2 separate regions of the Sus scrofa genome follow, and region 1 is linked to region 2. Evidence: chromatin contacts called from public HiChIP or PLAC-seq data. All regions are on one chromosome and are shown on one strand. Each heading gives the region's core, a stretch centred on a gene start, on an enhancer-like site or on the middle of the called end of the contact. The rest is flanking DNA. Distances are from core to core; before and after follow the strand shown. Region 1 overlaps LOC102162488 (a long non-coding RNA gene). Region 2 has its middle 39 kb from the start of SUB1.

The links. HiChIP or PLAC-seq counts read pairs in DNA pulled down with a chosen protein or histone mark.
Region 1: an H3K27ac HiChIP or PLAC-seq map of alveolar macrophages shows a contact between it and region 2. The contact joins two enhancer-like sites. A contact is called at or near these places in 2 of 2 datasets of contacts at active chromatin or transcription factors (alveolar macrophages and skeletal muscle).

What each region holds. Positions count from the first base shown.
Region 1 is chr16:19,280,848-19,283,554 of Sscrofa11.1, reverse strand. All of the region lies in intron 1 of LOC102162488 (a long non-coding RNA gene), which reads left to right. Among named protein-coding and RNA genes, the nearest start is that of TARS, 170 kb to the left of the region's middle. Within about 2 kb of position 1,389, at least 1 of the 83 cell types and tissues checked has an H3K27ac peak or open chromatin away from gene starts, as enhancers often do. A contact at or near this core is called in alveolar macrophages, where this site is marked.
Region 2 is chr16:18,718,117-18,720,816 of Sscrofa11.1, reverse strand. No RefSeq gene overlaps it. Among named protein-coding and RNA genes, the nearest start is that of SUB1, 39 kb to the left of the region's middle. Within about 2 kb of position 1,351, at least 12 of the 83 cell types and tissues checked have an H3K27ac peak or open chromatin away from gene starts, as enhancers often do. A contact at or near this core is called in alveolar macrophages, where this site is marked.

The DNA of each region.
Region 1 (2,707 bases), core at 140-2,639, 560 kb before region 2:
CAAAAGAGAGGTCTGGCGCATCATTGTAGTTGTGTTCCAGCTTTCAGAATGCAGAATATACTCCTGAATCTAATTAGATATGAGTTCAAAATAATTTCCTTCTCCAAAGTGGCACAGTGGAAAGAATCTGACTAGGAACCATAAGGTTGCGGGTTTGGTCCCTGGGACTTTCTTAGTGGGTTAAGGACCCAGTGTTGCCATGAGCTGTGGCGTAGGTCTCAGACGCGGCTCAGATCTGGTGTTGCTGCGGCTGTGGCATAGGCCGGCAGCTGTAGCTCCAATTCGGCCCCTAGCCTGGGAACCTCCATGTGCTACAAGTGTGGCCCTAAAAAGACAAAAAAAAAAGAAAGAAAGACTTTCCTTCCCCAAATTGAGTTTTGTATATATATTTGAGTGTATATTTATTTGGGTTAGCTGATAGGACCAGCCAACCTACAGGCTCAAACTGTAATTTACACTCTGGTGAAGAGAGGCAGCTTTGTAAAACTCAGACCTCTTCTAAATACTATATGATCCTGGCTCTAATTGGCCAGCTCCTCCTCAGGTAACACTGTACCATCTGCACTGGTTTATGCAGACAAAGTCTGCAGCCTGGACATCTTGGTGTGTGACTCCTTTCTCCAACCCTCACCTTGAGGACTAGATAGAAGAACCCACCTACCACAGAGGCCTTGTGAAGAAGGGTTTGTTATCTGTTGATTCAAGGTGATGAGGAAGAGGTACTGTTTGTTCTGAAATAGCAGCCAGAAGCAAAGGAAAGAGCTGCAGGGAGAAGCATTTTCCAGGAAGGTTATCCTAGGTCAAATGCCACTGGGGATGTAACATGAAGAGGAAAAGCTAGAACAGATCAAAAGAGACCTAGATCTAATCCCACCTTCTAGTAGAGTAACACAATGATTGCATAGGTCATTTAGACCCAGTGTCTCCTAAGAAATTCAGCCTGTGGAGAATAATAATGGTAAAAATTACATAATGCGTATCTCTAGGCAGGCACTGAGTGTTTTACATTTATCTTAAAAATTATCTCAGTTAATTCTCCCAAGGAGTCCTGGAAACTTTTTTTTTGTAATGAATACTACGTTTTAATGTTTTACAATGAAACAATAAAAGGGGAATATAATTTTGTTAAATTGTATATTTTGAATACTTGAATTACAAGAAAATTTTTATTGTTCAATAAGATATAATATGCCTATTATCATAACAATATTATTTTCCTCTTCTTTTTTTAAAATTTTTTATCTTACAATTCTAAAATGTGCCACAATGAGATATCACCGTATACATGTCAGAATGACTATCATAAAGAAGAAATAACAAGTGTTGGTGAGGATGTGACGAAAAGGGAACCTTGTACCCTGTTGGTAGGACTGTAAATTGAAGCAGCCATTATGGAAAACTGTGGAGGTTCCTCAAAAAATTAAAAAGGGAACTACCATAGTATCTGGCAGTTACACTTCTGGGTATTTATCCAAAGAAAATGGAAACACTAATTAGGAAAGATATATGCATCCCATATACACTGCAGCATTATTTACAGTAGCCAAGATGAAGGCAACTTAAATGCCTATCAACAGATAAATGGATAAAGAAGATGAGGTATACACACATACACACACACTCATGTACACTATTCAATGGAATATTTCTCAACCATAAAAAAGAATGAAATTTTGCCATTTGTGGCAACATGGATGGACATGGAGGGCATTATGCTTAGTGAAACAAGTCAGACAGAGAAAGACAAATACTGTATGTTTTCACTTGTGTATGGAATCTAAAGAACAAAACAAATGATTATAGAGAACAAACTAGTGGTCACCAGAGGGGAGGGAGTTAGAGGGCGGGGAGTGAAATAGGTGAAAGGGATTGAGACGTACAAACTTCCAGTTACAAAATAGATAAGTCACAGGAATGAAATGTACAGCACAGGGAATATAGCTACTATTTTGTAATAACTATATATTGTGTAATTTATAAAAATATTAAATCCTTTTTTGGTGCACCTAAACTAATAAAATATTGTAAGTCAATTATACTGCAATAAATAAAAATAAAATGCACCCTTAAATTCCTGCTCTGTTGTGTCTATGCCCTATACGATCCCTCCATAGACACTTGAGTTTGAAGAGAACTAATAAATATGAAGGCTATCATTCTGTGATTACTTTAAAAGTTGAAAGAATTTTGTAGATGTGATTAAGGCCCCTAATTAGTTGGCTCTAAGTTAATCAAAGGAGATTATCCTAGGGTGACTCAATCAGGTGATCCCTTAAAAGGGACTGGGACCACCCTAAAAGAAGAAATTCAGCTGTAAGAGGGATTCTCTCACTGACCTTGATCTAGCAGGCTACCATGTTATGGAGAAGGCCACAAAGCAGGGGACAGCAGGCAGCCTCTCGAAGCTGAGAATGGCCCCTTGATTTACAGTCAACAGGAAAGTGAAACCTTAGTCATACAATCCCAAGAAATGACCCAAAGTACCTTAGAAGCAGACCTTTGCCTAATCAAGACCCCCTGATATAGATGTACTTAGCTGACATTTTGATTTCAGCCTTGTGAAACTCCGAGCATGGTATATATAGGCACTGAAATGTGCCTGACTTCTGATCCACAGAAACCATGAGACCATACATACATTCGTGTCCATAGAAACGCTAAGTTTGTGGTAATCTCTTATACAGCAATAGAAAACTAATACACCTAT
Region 2 (2,700 bases), core at 102-2,601:
AGATAGATTACGTGAGCATCCAAGCTAAAATCAAGGAGGGGTCAGCATCTCAGTACAATAGCCTATAGTCAATCCTACTGATGGCATTTAACTCAGTCCAGATGGCTCCTGGGCTGCTGCTTTATGATTTGGGGGCGGGGAGGGGGGGTAGCAGCAGAACTTTATATAAGAAAGACATCAGGGGTGGTACCCTTCCCGATTACGTAGTCTAGGGCATCTCTTTGGAACGTTAGTGTTCTAGGCACACACTTTGAAACTATGGCTTTGCTCTAAAAGAAAGCAAGGAGTTCCTATTGTGGCTCAGCGGAAACGAATCCGACTAGGAACCATGAGGTTGCGGGTTTGATCCCTGGCCTTGCTCAGTAGGTGGAGGGTCCGGCATTGCCATGAGCTGCGGTGTAGGTCACAGATGAGGTTCGGATCTGGCGTTTTGGTGGCTGTGGCGTAGGCCAGTGGCTACAGCTCTGATTTGACCCCTAGCCTGGGAACCTCCATATGCCAACCTCCATATGTGGCGCTAAAGACAAAAAGACCAAAAAAATAAATAAATAAAATAAAATAAAATAAAGCAAAACCATACTGCCAGACACAAATTCTTGGGGATTCCCAAGCCTGCTGAGTTTATTTCTCGGGTAAGAAACCCCTAGCCCTTGGTAAAGAAGCTGGATGGGTCCCATTTCTGCACTCAGTGCTTGGTCTATTTTAGAGTCACTCACTGCAGGGGAAACAGAAGCTCGAGCACTCCGCTCAGCAAGGGAGAAGCCATTTTCAATTACACTGCGCAGCTCAGGGTGCTGTCTGGGACCGGAGGAATGCTGGTTGCCATGGCACTGCTTTAAATTATGTCTATGCTGACACACCGTCACATGCTGTTCTCATACACTGGGGCCACATCTATCTCTTCCTGCTGTTTGTTGATTGATGCTTGAGCTCTGCACTAGGAATAGAGACATATGTGCAAGAAAAGCAAATCCATGTGGTTGTCACACCTTCTCCCTAAACAATATATAAGATACCAGGGATTGGAAATATTTGAACTAGGAAACAAGAGATCCAGGTTCTGCTCACTGTTTTCCATGCTGTGGCACTGGGTAAATCCTTTAGTCTCTTGGTGACTTTGGATTCCTTACCCGAACAATGAAAGAGACAGAGTGGCACGTCTCCTAGGTCCCTTCCTGATGTAACTGGCTCTGATTGCTGCGTGCTATTTTGAAGCCGCAGAGATGAGCAAGGTTCTGCCGAAGATGAACATCAGAGCTCAAGTGAGGCAATTCCTGTAAGTTGTTGCACAGTCCTCCCCATGCTGTTTCTGAAACTCCCTTCCCTCACCGCTGGGTTGCTAGGGATTTATTTTGAGTCAATTCCCTGGCAAGGTGCCATTCGCCAAAAGGTCACTTCTAAGGTACTAAGGGGACTGTTTTCAGGTTGGGTTGAGTCATTATTTCTTCTCAGGATAGTCCCTGGTTCTATGCTCAGGACTCTGGTTCTCCAAATTGTTAGCACCCCACCCTCAAATAAAGTCAATTCTAAAACTAGAGAAAAAGGAGTTCCCCCTGTGGTGCAGTGGGATCAGCGGCATCTTGGGAGCTCCAGGACGAAGGTAAGGTACGATCCTTAGGCCGGCAGCCGGGTTAAAAATCCAGTGTTGCCACAGTCATGGCATAGGTCCAAACTGCAGCTCGAATCTGATCTCTGGCCTGGGAACTCCATATACTTAGGGGCGGTAGAAGGAAAAGACGAAGGAGGGGGAGAAGCACAAGAAGGAGGAGGAGGAGAATAGAAGAAGAGGAAGAAGAAAAAGAAGACTAGAGAAAGATAGGCATGGGAGCTAGCCTTTGGACCTGTTTTACAGAGCATCATTGCATGGGACTGAGCAAACTGTGAGGAAGGAGCTTTGGTGCTTGTCTAATCAGGGTGCAGCTGGTTGCACTGTGTGTGACACGAATTAGGTCATCTTTACATTTCTGCTGACACTGTCCTGACCCCTACCCCTACATTTCTGCTGATTGCAGGAAGAGGGCCCCCCAACTTCAAAGTCTCCTCCCTACCTCACCTCAATCATTTCTGGGAATCCCCAGAGGGTGTCTCACATATACCCATGAAACAAAAATATGAGCTGGGAAACAAGGATAACAACAGGAAAAGGGTGCCTTGGCATAAACCAGGGCCACACATGTCATGGGAAAAAATCTAGGGCCTCCATAACAACCACCATCTTAATAACAAGGATTCAGAACCTTAGTTTGCCTGACAAGAGGGGAGAGAAAACTCTAGGCAGATTTCACAAACTCCAGGCAAAGACAGTATGTCTCAGAGCAGTGGCCCCCAGACTAGGGTTTTCAGAAACTTGCATCAGCCTCTGGAGTTCCTTTTGTGGCTTAGCCATAATGAACACAACTAGTATTCATGAGGATGGGAGTTCAATCCCTGGCCTCGCTCAGTGGGTTAAGGATCCAGCATTGCCTTGAGCTGTGGTGTAGGCTGGCAGCTATAGTTCTGACTGGACCTCTAACCTGGAAACTTTCATATGCCACAGGTATGGCCCTAAGAAGCAAAAAAAAAAAAAAAAGGTCCATCAGCCTCATCTGGGAAAATTTGATATAAAAAAAATGACTCTATGTCTACCCTAGAGAGGATGATTCAGCAGAGCCTAGTGAGGTATATTAAAACAAATACTGGAGTTCCCATCATGGCGCAGTA